Regions from separate parts of the Hordeum vulgare genome. Here region 2 is linked to region 1. The links are chromatin contacts, called in public Hi-C maps. All regions are on one chromosome and are shown on one strand. Each heading gives the region's core, a stretch centred on a gene start, on an enhancer-like site or on the middle of the called end of the contact. The rest is flanking DNA. Distances are from core to core; before and after follow the strand shown.

Region 1 (7,344 bases), core at 822-3,321:
CTTTACGTAGGCCGCAGCCCACGCGGAACCACCTCGCTATTCTGTGTTGTTCATTTGTACTGTATTATATACTATAGGAAAACGGTTCGTACGTTGCATCGGGAGAAAAAAATAATAATCTTTAATGGCCATGACCACATTTTGCTGCATCACCGACATACACTATCGATCTTATTTTCGTGAAATCATCAATATTTTTGAAAACCATGAACATTTTTTTAAACTCGTGAGCATATCTGAATTCGTCAACATTATTCAAATTCGTTCACATTTTTACAATTTTTTGAACATTATCTAAGATCATGACTATTTTTTTTGAATTCATGCAAATTTTATACTATTTGCAAACATTTCTTTTAAAATTTTGAATATTTTTGGAATTTTTTTTTGAATAGGCGAACATTACTAGAATCGAAAACATTTTTTAAAAAGTTTTTGACGGAACAATTTCTGAAATTCACGGACATTGTTTTTGATTTAATAAATAATTTTTTAATATATGATCATTTTTTGAATCAGCGAACATTTTATGAATCAATAATCTATTTTGTAAGTCACAAACAATTTTTGAATTTCTAGGATATTTTTCAATTCATGATTTTTTTTGAATTGGCAAAATGTTCTACAATTTCATCAACCTTTTTTAATACACGAAAGATTCTAAAAGTTCATTACATTATTTTTTTATTTCCCAAACATTTGCTTGCCAAATTGCAAATATTTTTTGAATATGTAATGTTTTTAAATTGCAAACATTTCTGAATCCACGGACATTTATTAATTATTAAACATTTTATTTCAAAAATATCATTCTTTCATTTTCGGATTTTTCTGATATTATAAATTATTTAAAAGAGAAAAACGAATATGCAAAAGGAAAATGAAAAATAAAAAACGAAATTTCAAAACAGGCCGTGTGGACGTGCAAGAGTGTTGTGTCTTTTCCTAGCGTGCAAAGTGCAGTATAGAAGGTTCTACTGCATGGCCCGGCCCAGGCGGGGATTCTCCCATGTGAAACATTTTTTATCACTTGGTGAAATCACTTTAGTGGCAATTTCGGTGACGTACGGTCAGAAGCAATAGTCTCTTTATTATTAGGTACTAGTAAAAGTGTCCGTACGAGTAAACCTACAACGGAGGGGTATCGAGGTAGATACCCGCTGTCCGGTCTGCCAAAGACGCGACGAAGACGGGAGCCACCTTCTCTTCCAGTTAAAGGCGCAAAATAGCTATGGCGGAACCTGGGGGTAGAGGAGGTGAGGCGTGCATGCATATTACTTCATGATCCGAAGGAGGTGATACGGGTGATGCTAGTTGGATCTCTTGCACAGACGACAACCGTCATAGCACTGCTGTGGAGCTGGTGGAATGACCGCAACAAATTCAAAGTGGACCAGACTCGGATCAACATACAAATGCTGGGCTGGCAGACACGACGTACAGCCGAGGAGTATATGGAGTTCTTTGGCGGGAGTAAGCAGAACCAGTAACGAGAGATCACTAAATGGACCAAACCAGCAGAAGGTATTCTGAAAATTAACTCTGATGGTAGCTACCAGAGGGACACCTCGACAGGAGGGTGGGGGTTTATTATCAGGGACCATGAAGGCGATATTGTGGTCTCGGCAGCGGGGCGGGTAAACAATGTCTACGATGCACTACAAGCTGAAGCGGAGGCATGCATCCGTGCTATCTATAAGGCGCAGGAGTTAGGCATCGGCAATGTGGTGCTGGAAACATATGCTTCCACGTTGGTCTCGGCGATCAAGACATCAAGATATGATCTGGCTACAAATGGAAGTTTGTTCCAAGAGATTAAAGCTTTTGTTTCTTTAAACTTTATTTCTTTCGACATAGTTCATCGCCCACGGGCTTGTAATAAGGTTGCAGACGCTCTCACGATGCATGGGTCGAAGATGGTGTTTGAACCCCAAGCCGTATGGCCGGGTCTTGCTCCTACCTTTGCCAAAGGTATAGTTGCCGCCGACTCTGGCTGGCGTGCTGCTGATTAATGGAATGAAATGTTCCCAGTTCAAAAAAAAAATTACTCTCTTCCCAGCACCAGCAGCAGGAGGCGGCGGCGGAGTCCTGCGTCGATCCCCTTTTACTCCGTCTCCCACTGCAATTCGTCTCCATCTCGAATCGATCTCCCCACCCAACTCGGATCAATCGCGCCAATCCACCACATAAATCCATCCACGCAGACCCAGCCAAGACGAATCAACGATTGATTTGCGATCCATCCTTGAACAAGGCAATCGTTTTGGGATCGATTGACGGCAAGCCTGGGAGGGAGGATCGATGGCACCTCCCGATTACGGCTACGGCTACCCCGATAGCGATAGCGACGGCGAGGACGAGGAATCGGTCGAGGAGATGGCTCCTCCCGCCTATGGCTATCCCGACGGCGGCGAGCTGCCACCGTTCGTCCTCATCGACCCACGCGCCTACTTCGTCGACCGGGACAACGCCACCACTGCCGTCTGCGAGATGGAAGGCCCCAGCCTCACGGGCCGCCTCAAGGTCACCTTCTGCGCCGTCGCCCCGCCCCTCGTCTCCTATTTCTGCGTCCACACCTCCCACATGGACCACACCGAGTTCCCCGTCACGCCCCACATCCTCGCCACCGAGACCGACGGCGGCCTCGTCCTCCTATGCCTCGCCACCGGCAACCATCACACCGATCACTGGTATCCCCGAAATCGCCATTACTTCGTCTACGACGCCCTCTCCCGCAAACTTGACCAACTCCCCGGCTTCCAACACAAACTCAACGGGCCCTCGCTCGCCATCATGCGCAAACCCAACAAATCCTCCAAAAACACCACCAACCACAACGACTTAACCCTCCGATCCCACCACTTCGCCCTACACCCCCGTCCCCATGGACATGGAGAGGCGGAGATGGAGGCGGATCGCCACTTCGCCCTACGCCCCCATGGACATGGAGAGGCCGAGGCGGATCGCCACTTCGCCCTACGCCCCCATGGACATGGAGAGGCCGAGGCGGAGGCAGATCACTTCGTCGTTGTCGCACGAGCTTACTATTTCTGGGGTGAAAAATCTCCTAACCTCTGCATCTATGACTCTGCTACCAAGACCTGGAGCAACAAGCCGGTGGTCATGGGTTCATGTACAGGAACACACTTGACAAACAAGACACTCACCATCGGAGGAAGCAATGGCACCGTTGCTTGGGTGGATCTCTGGCGCAACATCGTCTTCTGCGACGTTTTCGCCAAACGCCCCAAGCTCAGCTGCCTGAAGCTGCCGACCACACCCGACACGATGTGGCCACGTATCGAGGCAAGGTCTGTTCGCGACATTGCGGTCGTCGGCGACACCATCAAGTACGTTGACATGCAGCCTCAACCGGGCACCAGTGATTGGATGGTCACAACGTGGAGCATCAAGAAGGCCCGTCGGTCCTGGCCCAAGGAATGGCGCATGGAAGGCAAGCTCGATTCCACCCATATAAAGGTTGATGCAGCTCGTGCCGCCGCTACCTTGCCAACATTGTCGTCTCTTTGCGTTGGCATGCCCACACTCAGCCTGCAGAAGCAGAACAATGATGCCATTGTTTACTTCCTCGCCAAGAATAGCTTCAGCCCAATGGAACGCACAGCTTGGGTGCTTGCTGTCGACATGGAGAACGAGACTGCCGAGCAAGTGGTGGAGTTCCCTGCTAAGAGGACTTATTGTTTAGCCAAGGGCTACGACGCAAGCAGGATCTCCGCATATCTCCAACCCGCTCCAGGTAACCCCTGCTTCTCTTGTGACACACATGCTTATCAAGTTTGGGTCTTTTTCAGTAGTCTTTCAGCACGGAGATTTTATATATAGAATGGTTAATTGTTGTATTAGCGCTAGTTGTTTGTCGACCGGTTCTTCTTTCCCAAACTATTACTGAAGAAACCTGGAATTTGACATCCCAGGTACACAGCAAACATCTAAACGACCAGGGGTGCCGCTGCTGAAATGCCCTAGCAAGAAGCATATTAAAGATGTTGAAGATCCTGAAGAAGACGACGCCATGGTGATTTCTTATTCGTGAGGTTGCATGGAAGCTGTATGTCCTAAGATTGGTATCAATGGTGGGGGTAGTAGATCATCATGCCTCCTGGTCTGCCCCTTCTTTTGCCTGTCTTTTATTTATTTTAGGATTATGGCCCTCTAGACCCTGTCCAGGAGTTCCTTTCTTCATTGTCTCACCGCCTACTATACCCTACCGGCTTCAGGTTGCATGGAAGCTGTTTTGCCAGAGATTGGTGCTGGGTATCAATGGATGGTCGAAATAGGCTTTTGCCCCGCTTTATAGATCAAGCAACTCGGTATCAATGGATGGAGGGGGAGTAGTGGATTATATGTCTGCTGGTCTGCTCCTTCCTTTGCCTGTCTTTTATTTATCTTAGGGTTATAATTATGGCTCTCTAGACCCTGTTCTGGAGTTCCTTTCTTCATTGTCTTATCGCTACTCTACCCTACCGGCTTGTTTATCATACGAGCTTGTATTATTAGAACTCTGTATGAACTATATATTATGTCAGTTGTGCTACCCCTTTATGTTTTCTGTTGCCCGCGGCTGTCTTCGTGTGCATCATAACCTGCGGAATTGGTTGTTAACACCATAACCCTATGGAGAGTTGGCTGAGTATTGTTTCTGACATGTGTTTGCCAGTGACGCAAAATCTCCGTTTGGATGGGTGGGGAATTTTATCAAAATTTTGAGCCATGTAGAAAGTGTTTATTGTGATACCAGATTTGTTTGTTTGTGCTTGCAACCAGTCATTTTTCTATCAGAATTGGTTAGCTGCTTTCTCATTTTCTTGGCCTGTGCTAGGAGTCACTCGGGCTGTGGCCGGGGGTTTATATCTTCTTCTACTTGTTGTTTTAATATCTTGAATGTTATTCAGCATGTAAAAGAAGGAAGATTTTGTGTTTTTGCTTGGAAACATACCGTCAGTTGCTCTTCCTGCAGCTCTGAATGCCTGGAGACGGGCAACACCGTCAGTGGATGATGATCTTCAGACTAATTAGAAATCATTAAGCTTGTTGATTGAAATTGTAATGTGAAACCCGTCTCTGTTTCCAATCAAAAGGGCCTCTTTGGTACACGGGATTCTGAAAGCATAGGAAAGGACAGACACAAGAATATGATAGACATACAAGTGCAAAACAGAGGACTTCTTTTAGAAAATATAGGAATTTTGTAAACTTACATGTTTGACAGAAATAAGAAAAACGCATGAATCCTGGTAAATACTGGAGAAAATGCATTTTAGAAACTTGCATGTTTGTCAAATCAAAGGCAAACCCACATGGAAAATTATACGTGCTTCATCTCTAGTAGGAACTATAAAGAGGTCCAAGTGGATCGTACAATAATATCCAGCGGGGCAAGGGAGTTCAGCTGGTTATTCTAAGGAAATAACATATGGCTGGTCCATTCATATGATATTACAGGGCGCCTTATTACATACTAGCGGCAGAAGGTTGTTCCAGCTCGTAGCAAGTGATGGTGTCCTGACTCCGTGTCGCCATGGAGGGGTCTCTTCCTGCTGGCATCATCCTGTTGATGCTAAGCTTCATCTCCACTGCAGTGCACCACAGCTTGCTCAGTGCCCTGTCGGTGAACCGAAAGTAAGCCTTCCTTGCGACCGCGCTGCATATGAAGGTGGTGAATACAACCGAAAGTAAGCCTTCCTTGCGACCGCGCTGCATATGAAGGTGGTGAATACAGTGGAGATTCCGAACGCAAACCCGAGCAGTGTAAATAGACATGTCAGCGTGTCAAATCTGAGTTGAAGTTTATGGTTTTGGTGTCTGTTACTCTCAGGTACACAGATTCTGGAAAGTGGAGGCCCGCAAAGATTTTCGTTTCCCAAGTAGCTGAGATTATCAAAAGTGCTCAATTGATTTCCATACGGTATCTGCCCTGAGAGATCATTGTAGGACAAATTCAGGTAGGACAAATATGGTACTGACGCCAAGCTGTGAGGAACTGGACCTGATAGTTCATTCCATGAGAGATCGAGTGACTCTAAATCGACCAAATTCCCCAGTTCAGCAGGGATACTTCCTCCAATGTGGTTCTTTGACAGATTCAATAACCGTAATGTAGATAGAGATACTATTTCACTTGGAATCTCACCAGTTAACTGGTTTGCGGAGAGATCAATTCCGGTAAGCAGGAACAGTGTTCTCTCAAAAACAATAACTTGACCTTTCCACGTTGCCTCCAAGGCATCTGTGTACACAGAAAAGTAAGCACCCCCGAGACCATAAACCTTGAACTGAACGGAAGACGATGATATCTGGTAAAGATTGCGCAAGTGTAAGGCTGTTAAATTTCCCAGGAAACGTGGTATAGGGCCAGATAGTTTGTTGTTATGAAGATCCAAATATTGCAGAGCAGGAAGTTGGGACAATTCTTCAGGTATTTCACCAGAAAACTGGTTGGACCCTAAACTCACAAATATCAGAGATTTTATACTGTCACCTATCCATTTTGGGATGTTTCCTGACAAATTATTTTCTGCAAGATCAAGGAACATCAACGTTTGACATGACTGCAATGAGATCGGCAATTCTCCAGATAAGCTGTTCTTGCTAAGATGCAGTGACATGAGGGAATTTAGAGAACCCATGGTAGATGGTATTACTCCCCACAAGTTATTGCTTGAAAAATCTATGACATGCAGTTCCGATTCCTTCAGCCAACAGTTGGGAAGCTCTCCTGAAAGGTTGTTATCAGATAGGTCAATCAGTTCCATTGATGTCATGTTGCAAAAATCTGCTGGGATTACTCCACTAATGAAATTTCTTGACAACGATTGGTAATGAAGTTCTTTGTCTCGAAAGCTATGTGGTAGTGATCCTGATAAGTTGTTGTGGGATAGGTCCAACACTCGGATGCTAATAGGCAAATCTGGAATGTTCCCCTCAAGCTTATTACTCCTCATAGCCAGGGTTTTCAGTATTTTCAATTGCTCCAAGCTTGCAGGCAACCTACCCGTTATGTTGTTTGTACAGACATTTAAGCTAGTGATGGATGAGGAGAAGTTCCAGATCCAGTCAGGTAATGAATCCCTGATGCCTGCACTGCCTAGATCAATCGTCTCGATTCTAGTTTGTGATTGCAGCCAAGTTGGAAACCTTGGTCCTACAAGGCAGTCATGCAGTCCGAGATTTCTGAGATAAAAAGGTGGCAGCCAGCTTTGTTTGATGACAATCTCGAATGAATTTGATGCTAGATCTAAAGTATCCAATCTTGACAATTTGGCAAAGTGGAGTTCCGATAGTGTGCCTTCAAATCTATTAAAGGAAATATCCAAGTATGTCAAG
Region 2 (7,351 bases), core at 3,405-5,904, 240 kb after region 1:
GAGTGCGTACAACGGTAAATAGCCTGCATAGAAGAAGAGACTTTGCAATTAAAAACATAATTATTTCTACATAGCCAAAACGGCCATAATAAGGAAGACCCTCCCACCCGTATTAGCGTACTAAAAATATTTTGTATTCCGTCAAGCCATTGGCCATATATATTGGCAAGATTTGTTGGTGGATACATATTTGACGCTATTTGGATGACTGGTCATGTGAAACGCGCAAATTTGCATTGAATTGATTGTCTCGTCATGAGTATAAAAAATACACGTCTTGCTTCCTTTCTAGTTGCGTCGAATGAGGTTGCCTTTAGTTAGCACAACTCCTCTCTGGAGATACCACATGAAAATATTAACTTTTAGTGGCATCTTAACTTTCCATATTTGGTTATCATTGTCCACTGGAATGTTTTTGTGCGAGACCGTACGATACATAGAGTCAACGGTGAAGGGCTTAGATGTAGTAAACACATCCCGTCCTTGTGTCAAGTTAATCGTATCCAGACAGGATAGAAGATGTTGTCGTGACACATGACGGGGGCCAATCAAACCCCTCCCGCGAATTTTGGGGGGCCCGACGATCCAGCACGGTATCCAACGGTCAGACCCGGTGGGGGGGGGGGGGTGATAGAGGAGCGGCAATAATGAATTTACGGTTTGCCCCGGAATAGATGAGCTTGGAATCAGCTATCCCCGGGTACATCCTGCACAGGCTTTTCTTTCTGCTTAGCTTGTGTCAACCCGGCATGTACATTTTACTTGGATTTCCATCTTCCCTGCAACAAGTGCCTAATAGCTATTCACTATCTTCTTCCTAGCTCATCAACGGGATGACATAGGCAAATAATATGTGGGCTCCTAATTAAATTTGTCGGCCACTGACCACTAACAAAATCGGGTGTTTGGTCTAGTGGTATGATTCTCGCTTCGGGTGCGAGAGGTCCCGAGTTCGATTCTCGGAACACCCCCATTTTGTTTATTATTTGTGTTGGTATTGTTGGCGGTTGGACCGAATCTGCCAACAGTTCAGCCAAATTTGACCGAAATTTATCAGGGCTGCCTTTTTGTTTTTCCTTATTCTGATTCGGAACGAGGCCGCTGCATCGATCGACTAATGGACGCATGCAGCCATGGTGCTTTCCACATGTGAATCCAGCATGCAATAACGGATGTCAACAGGTCCTTGTGCCGTACGTGGTTGCGTTGCGTCAAACTAAATGCTGATGACTCTATTTGAATGGTGGTGAAAAACATTATTACCAACAGAATAAATATGCCTACTATGAAAATATCCGTCATGCTTCAAAAGAGTGAGCATTATATATTAGACTAGCTAGCCTCCTTGGCTCCAGGTGAAGGCATGAGATGCATGCATGATCTCTCTTCTTTCTGCTCTAGCGTACGAGCATTCGACTTGACTAGCAACAACTCACCAAGCCCTGAGTTATCACTTCTTTAGGAGGCATAACAAGAGACGAGGTCGCTATGACAAATCAACGACGGCGTTGTACGTTAGCAGAAGGCCCCAACACTGACAAAAATCTATGAGAATTTGAAGGGTTGTGGCTGGGAAATAACGATATTCACAGTTGTGCGTGGAACCCCTATTAGCGTCTATAGTTAGGTTGAGTAGATCCTTCGTGTGTTCTGGCCTTGTGCTTGTGGGTAGTATAGCTGAAAGGGAATTCAAAACTCACATTTGTTCTTATATTTTTACCCTTATATGTTCCCTCAAATTCAAAAAAAGAACGTCAAAGCGCGTACTTTAAATCCTTAAAATGGTAAAAAAAAATCAAGTTCATGGTGATGTTGTGCATGTGTGAATCCTAAATCTTTTTTATTCATCTTCCAAAGGGAAAGAGTAGATCTAAAAATGGTTGAAAAAGGTCAAGGTTTTTTTATTCATCTTTAGGCCTTTAGTCCTTTCACTCATGAGTACTCCTACAAGGGCTCTAATGGGCTGGCCCATTAATGTTCATTTTTTCATAAATAAAAGTTATTTTCGTTTCAAAGCAATTTGATGTTACCAAAATATATCAACTAATGTATTATGAAAATAAAGAAAAATAAAATTATTATGAATGTTTAAAAGTGTACGTGTATTTAAAATGTATAAAAAGAATTAATATTAACCAGTTTTAAAATAATGTTCATCAATTAATAAAGTTTCACGGATTTTAAGAAATTCTATTAATTTAAGCAATATTGATGAATTTTAGTTTTTATTAATTTATCAAAATATTTAAATTTTACATATGTCCACAAAGATTAAAAAATATTATTGTATTAAAAAGAAGAAGAAGAAAAATAAACAGAAAGAGGAGAAGAGAAATGAAATGGTAACTGAAATGTTGGAGCAAATATGAAAAAACATACCTAAAAGAAAAGGAAATAGAAAAAAATGGCAGAACGGTTGAAAACACAAGAAAATACACAAAACAATTACACCTATGTAATTCGTCCATCTTGGTAAGAATAGGAGAAATTTCATTTTACCCATTCATAAGTATACAATACAGGCCCAAAAACATAATAGGGAGCAACTATCTAAGCAGCGCTCCTTTTGGAGCCTCCTAAGTCTCACTATCAGGCGCCATCATTTGGCGTGTTCTATGGATTTTATTTTATTTTGCATGTGTTTTCGACTTTTTAGATGATTTTTTTCTAATTATTTTGGTGTTTTCGTTTTTCATTGGTCTTTCTTAGCTTATGGACGAAAAAAAATCTAAAAACAATTGCGTGACAAAACACGTTTTTTTCTTCCTCGAGAGACACGGTTTTGCTTCTACGAGAGCCATCGTGCCTCTCCGAAACAAAAAAAAACGTGTTTTTCCTTCCTCGAGAGGTGCATTTTATCTTCCGCAAGAGGCATGGTCGTGATTCCTGGAAACAATAAAATGTGTTTTCTTTTTTTCCCTTTCTCTAGAGGCACAGATTTGCTTTCGCGACTGTGCCTCTAAAAAAAAGAACATACTTTTTTTTCTTTGAGAGGCACAATTTTGCTTTTGTGAGAGGCACGATTTGCTTCCGCGAGAGGCACGGCTGTGCCTCTCCAAAAAAAAGGGTGTTTTCTTTAGAGGCATAGTTTTTTCGTGAGTTTTCTTTTCTTCAAAATCTATCAACACGGGATCTAGTTTTAAAGATCTCGACGCGAGGAATCCTACGATGAAAAAGACTCAAGATTTGAACACACGGTTTAAGAAAAAAATATTTTAAAATAACGGATCTACGAAAATTAACTCACCGATTGCGACAAGTGGCACACATGCAAATGCGTCACTTGTCGCAAGCTGAGGAGGTGGTACCGACCTTTGAAAAAGTACTTCTTAATTAATGATTTCGAACAAAATAGGCTAGGCTGTTTGAGGCATGATGGATGTGGGTGCTCCTATTCTGCACCTTCTGCTCCATGTTATACATATAATGCGCATGTCAATTGACATGGGCTGACCCAATAACTTTCTCACTCACGCTCTTGTTCTTTTTCTTTTTGCTCGCCTTATTTCCGCCCCTCCGTTATCTGGAGAAAAAGGCTGCCGGTTTTCTTGTTATTTCAGGAGAAAAAAATGATGAAACCAGAACGCAAAAAATGTTCCTGATGTCAAATATATTGGTGAATTTGAAAAGTATTACCAAGACATTGACAAAGGTGCGAAACAAGATTTGCCAAAATATAATACAAGGTACGACACGAATCTCAATGCTGATGATCCAATGGCCATGAACTTGACCAAGACTTTGCTAAACCTCAGTTGACCGACTGACTGAGGTCTAGCCAAACAGTCTTTCTTATTACCACACACGACTTATGATTCAGACAGTTGGCCTGCAACCGTTGAAAAACAAATTAAGTCTTATACAGCTGGCCGGCCTCTCTTAATTCTTACGGCACCTACCTACGTACGTACCGCCGACCAGCAAGGGGGTCGACCGGATGTGGAATATCCCGCCAAAATGACACATTTTTGCCCCTAGTTACCTTCGCTCCTGCCATGTCGAGGTGCGTTCCCCAGCACTAGCCTCCAAGTAAATTTCACGAGGGAGACAAAATAAGCACATGCATCGCTTCCTCTCATTCTAAATATAAGATCTTTTAATGATTTCATCATGAACTACATACGATATAAAATGAATGAATCTACACATAAAATTATGTCTATATATATATATATATATATATCTGTATGTAGTCACCGATGAAATCTTTAAAATGTCTTATATTTAGGAACGGATGGAGTAGATGGAACGGCTGCTTCCGTCATGTATACTTTATTTTTCGTCTTTGCCAAGGGTATTATTCTGTCGTGTGTGTTTGTCCATGTGTGTTACTTAATTTGTAAAAGTATGCCCGTGTGTGTTGAGTCGATGAGAAATGTATGACCCGAGTCGTGCGCGGAATATGCTGCATGCCAGCCAACCAGCACGAGGCAGACGGAGCCTACGAGCGACGACGACAGTTTTCCCTCGTTGCCGCCGTCCTCCGGTTCATCGTCATTATCTCCGGCCAGACCACAGTTATAAGAACCACGGCGAGCAAGCAGCCAAGCACGGAAGTTGAGTTGAAAGTTAATTGAGACACACACACGGTCTCATTCTCGTCTCATAAAAGCGCCCTATATCGAGAGAGGGGAGGAAAAAGTTTGGGACGAAGATGGCGGAGAATGGGGCGGCGGGCGGAGGAGGGGGGCAGAACCTTGCCGTGCTCGACGCGCTGGACTCGGCGCGCACCCAGATGTACCACATGAAGGCCATCGTGATCGCCGGCATGGGCTTCTTCACCGACGCCTACGACCTCTTCTGCATCACCACCGTCTCCAAGCTGCTGGGCCGCCTCTACTACCCGGACACCAACCTCGGCAAAAACCCGCCCATGCCCGGCACCATGCCCGTGCGGATCAACAACATGGTCACCGGCGTCGCGCTCGTCGGCACCCTCATGGGCCAGCTCGTCTTCGGCTACTTCGGGGACAAGCTCGGCCGCAAGCGCGTCTACGGGATCACGCTCGTCCTCATGGCCGCGTGCGCCATCGGCTCCGGCCTCTCCTTCGGGAGGGACCCCGGCGCCGTCATCGGCACGCTCTGCTTCTTCCGCTTCTGGCTCGGCTTCGGCATCGGCGGGGACTACCCGCTATCCGCCACCATCATGTCCGAGTATGCCAACAAGAAGACCCGTGGCGCCTTCATCGCCGCCGTGTTCGCCATGCAGGGCGTCGGCATCATCTTCGCGGGGCTCGTCTCCATGATCGTCTCCGGCATTTTCCTCCACTACAACCCCGCGCCCACGTGGAAAGAGGACAAATACTACTCAGTTCAAGATCAGAAGCCCGCGGCGGACTACATGTGGCGCATCGTGCTCATGCTCGGGGCGTTCCCGGCGGTGGCCACCTTCTACTGGCGGATGAAGATGCCCGAGACCGCCAGGTACACGGCCCTCATAGAGGGAAACGCCAAGCAGGCTACCAACGACATGCAGAAAGTGTTGGAGATTCGCATCGACGAGGAGCAGGAGAAGGTCGCCAAGTTCAGGGCGGCGAATGAATACTCTCTGTTGTCCATGGAGTTCGCCCGGCGTCACGGCTTGCACCTCATCGGCACCACAACCACCTGGTTCCTCCTCGACATCGCCTTCTACAGCCAGAACCTGACACAGAAGGACATCTTCCCAGCCATCAAACTCACCGGCGGCGCAGACACCATGAACGCCCTGAGAGAGGTGTTCGTGATATCACGAGCCATGTTCCTCATCGCCCTCTTCGGCACTTTCCCTGGCTACTGGGTCACCGTGGCCCTCATCGACAAGATGGGAAGGTACGTATCTACTGATCCCTCCATTTCATAATTAATTATGAAACGGAGGAAGAATATATATGCAGACGCATGCAGTCCATGCGCCACCGACCGACTTGGTTTTACATTTAGACATCATTTGAACATCCGGCCGTAAACTGATTGCATTGCAGGTACTTGATCCAGCTCCTTGGTTTCTTCATGATGTCCCTCTTCATGCTAGTGATGGGCATCAAATACGAATACCTCAAGAGCAACGGCCACGCCCTCTTCGCCATCCTCTACGCGCTCACATTCTTCTTCGCAAACTTCGGACCAAACAGCACCACCTTCGTGCTGCCGGCCGAGCTATTCCCGACGCGCGTCCGCTCCACATGCCATGCCATCAGCGCGGCCTCGGGCAAGGCGGGCGCCATCGTCGCCGCCTTCGGGGTGCAGACCCTCACCCTCAAGGGCGACCCCAAGCACATGAAGCAGGCGCTCATCATCCTCTCTGTCACCAACATGCTCGGCTTCTTCTTCACCTTCCTCGTCCCCGAGACGATGGGCCGGTCGCTCGAAGAGATCTCCGGCGAGGACGGCAACGTCGCTGGCGCGGCCGCTGGGCATGTCGATAAGGATGTTGAAAAGGCCCCTCCTTCAAGCACCGAATGGCAGCCGCCATCGTCGATGAATGCATGATGAGAATTTTATCTTCTATACCAACTAGCGAATTGGAAAAGGGACAAGAATAATGGCAACCAGCTGCATGATGCTACATAAGTTGCCAGGTAGTACTTGCTTTGAGAGTTTTATCTACGGGTATATTGCACTATTGCTTGTGTGTGATACCATTGTATTAAGGTTGTATTGGATTTTATGTGTGGATGTATGACCATTGGCTTGGGATTTCCCTTCTCAATAATCGTCAATATATATGTACCGCTACATATAATCATGTCAAGTTTACAGAATTAATATAACCATGTCAAGTATGCATCTGTGTTTCTTTTCCATTTCCTTTTTTGCGCGACAGAGATAAATTATATTACATCTCTATAAGTTAAGGAACTGGTATTTTTCTCGTTCCCAAATCTCCAACCGAGCAGTTAGAAGGAGCAAACTACAAAGATTGTACTCACCACAGTACGATACTCAAATAGCGTTACACATTCATTGTTGGTAAAAAAAACATTGGCGACAGAAAGGGGTTGTCACCTATGGTGCTGCCAGGAAAGGTCTTTGCTGACAGATATTTCTGCTTGGATATTGTATGAAGGAAGAGAGAAGAAACTTACACCAACTAGTGCCCCTTAGTGATTTTGGTGGTTTGAAGACTTATAGGTTAAGTATCTAATATGTTTGTGAGTATACACAGGATCTATAAGTCATTGAGGAGTTTGAGATATTTGAAGAATATCGACCCCTAAAAATATATGTCTTCATTTGAAGAAATTGGTCTGAAGCTGAAGAAATGAATCACGAGGAATCTGCGATGAAATTGATATTCCTCATGAAGATATTGATATTGAGAAGATCGGTGGTTCCTGAAGAAAATCATTTTGAAGAAATTGAAGCGTGA

Evidence for each region. A called contact is a pair of places that touch in the nucleus more often than the background predicts.
Region 2: a contact with region 1 is called in a Hi-C map of seedling, with 3 times the contacts expected there. The contact joins the promoter of LOC123450974 here to the promoter of LOC123450972 in region 1. A contact is called at or near these places in 3 of 6 Hi-C or Micro-C datasets (leaf, seedling and an unstated tissue).

What each region holds. Positions count from the first base shown.
Region 1 is chr4H:3,942,042-3,949,385 of MorexV3_pseudomolecules_assembly, forward strand. LOC123450972 reads left to right here and starts at 2,072. Exons shown (of 2, transcript XM_045127982.1): 1 at 2,072-3,757; 2 at 3,936-4,541. The coding sequence starts at 2,302. The coding sequence ends at 4,054. It also overlaps the pseudogene LOC123448347.
Region 2 is chr4H:4,176,022-4,183,372 of MorexV3_pseudomolecules_assembly, forward strand. It overlaps LOC123450974 (inorganic phosphate transporter 1-11-like), which reads left to right and starts at 4,655. Exons shown (of 2, transcript XM_045127984.1): 1 at 4,655-5,811; 2 at 5,964-6,471. The coding sequence starts at 4,655. The coding sequence ends at 6,471. It overlaps TRNAP-CGG (a tRNA gene), which reads left to right and starts at 900; the gene lies at 900-971.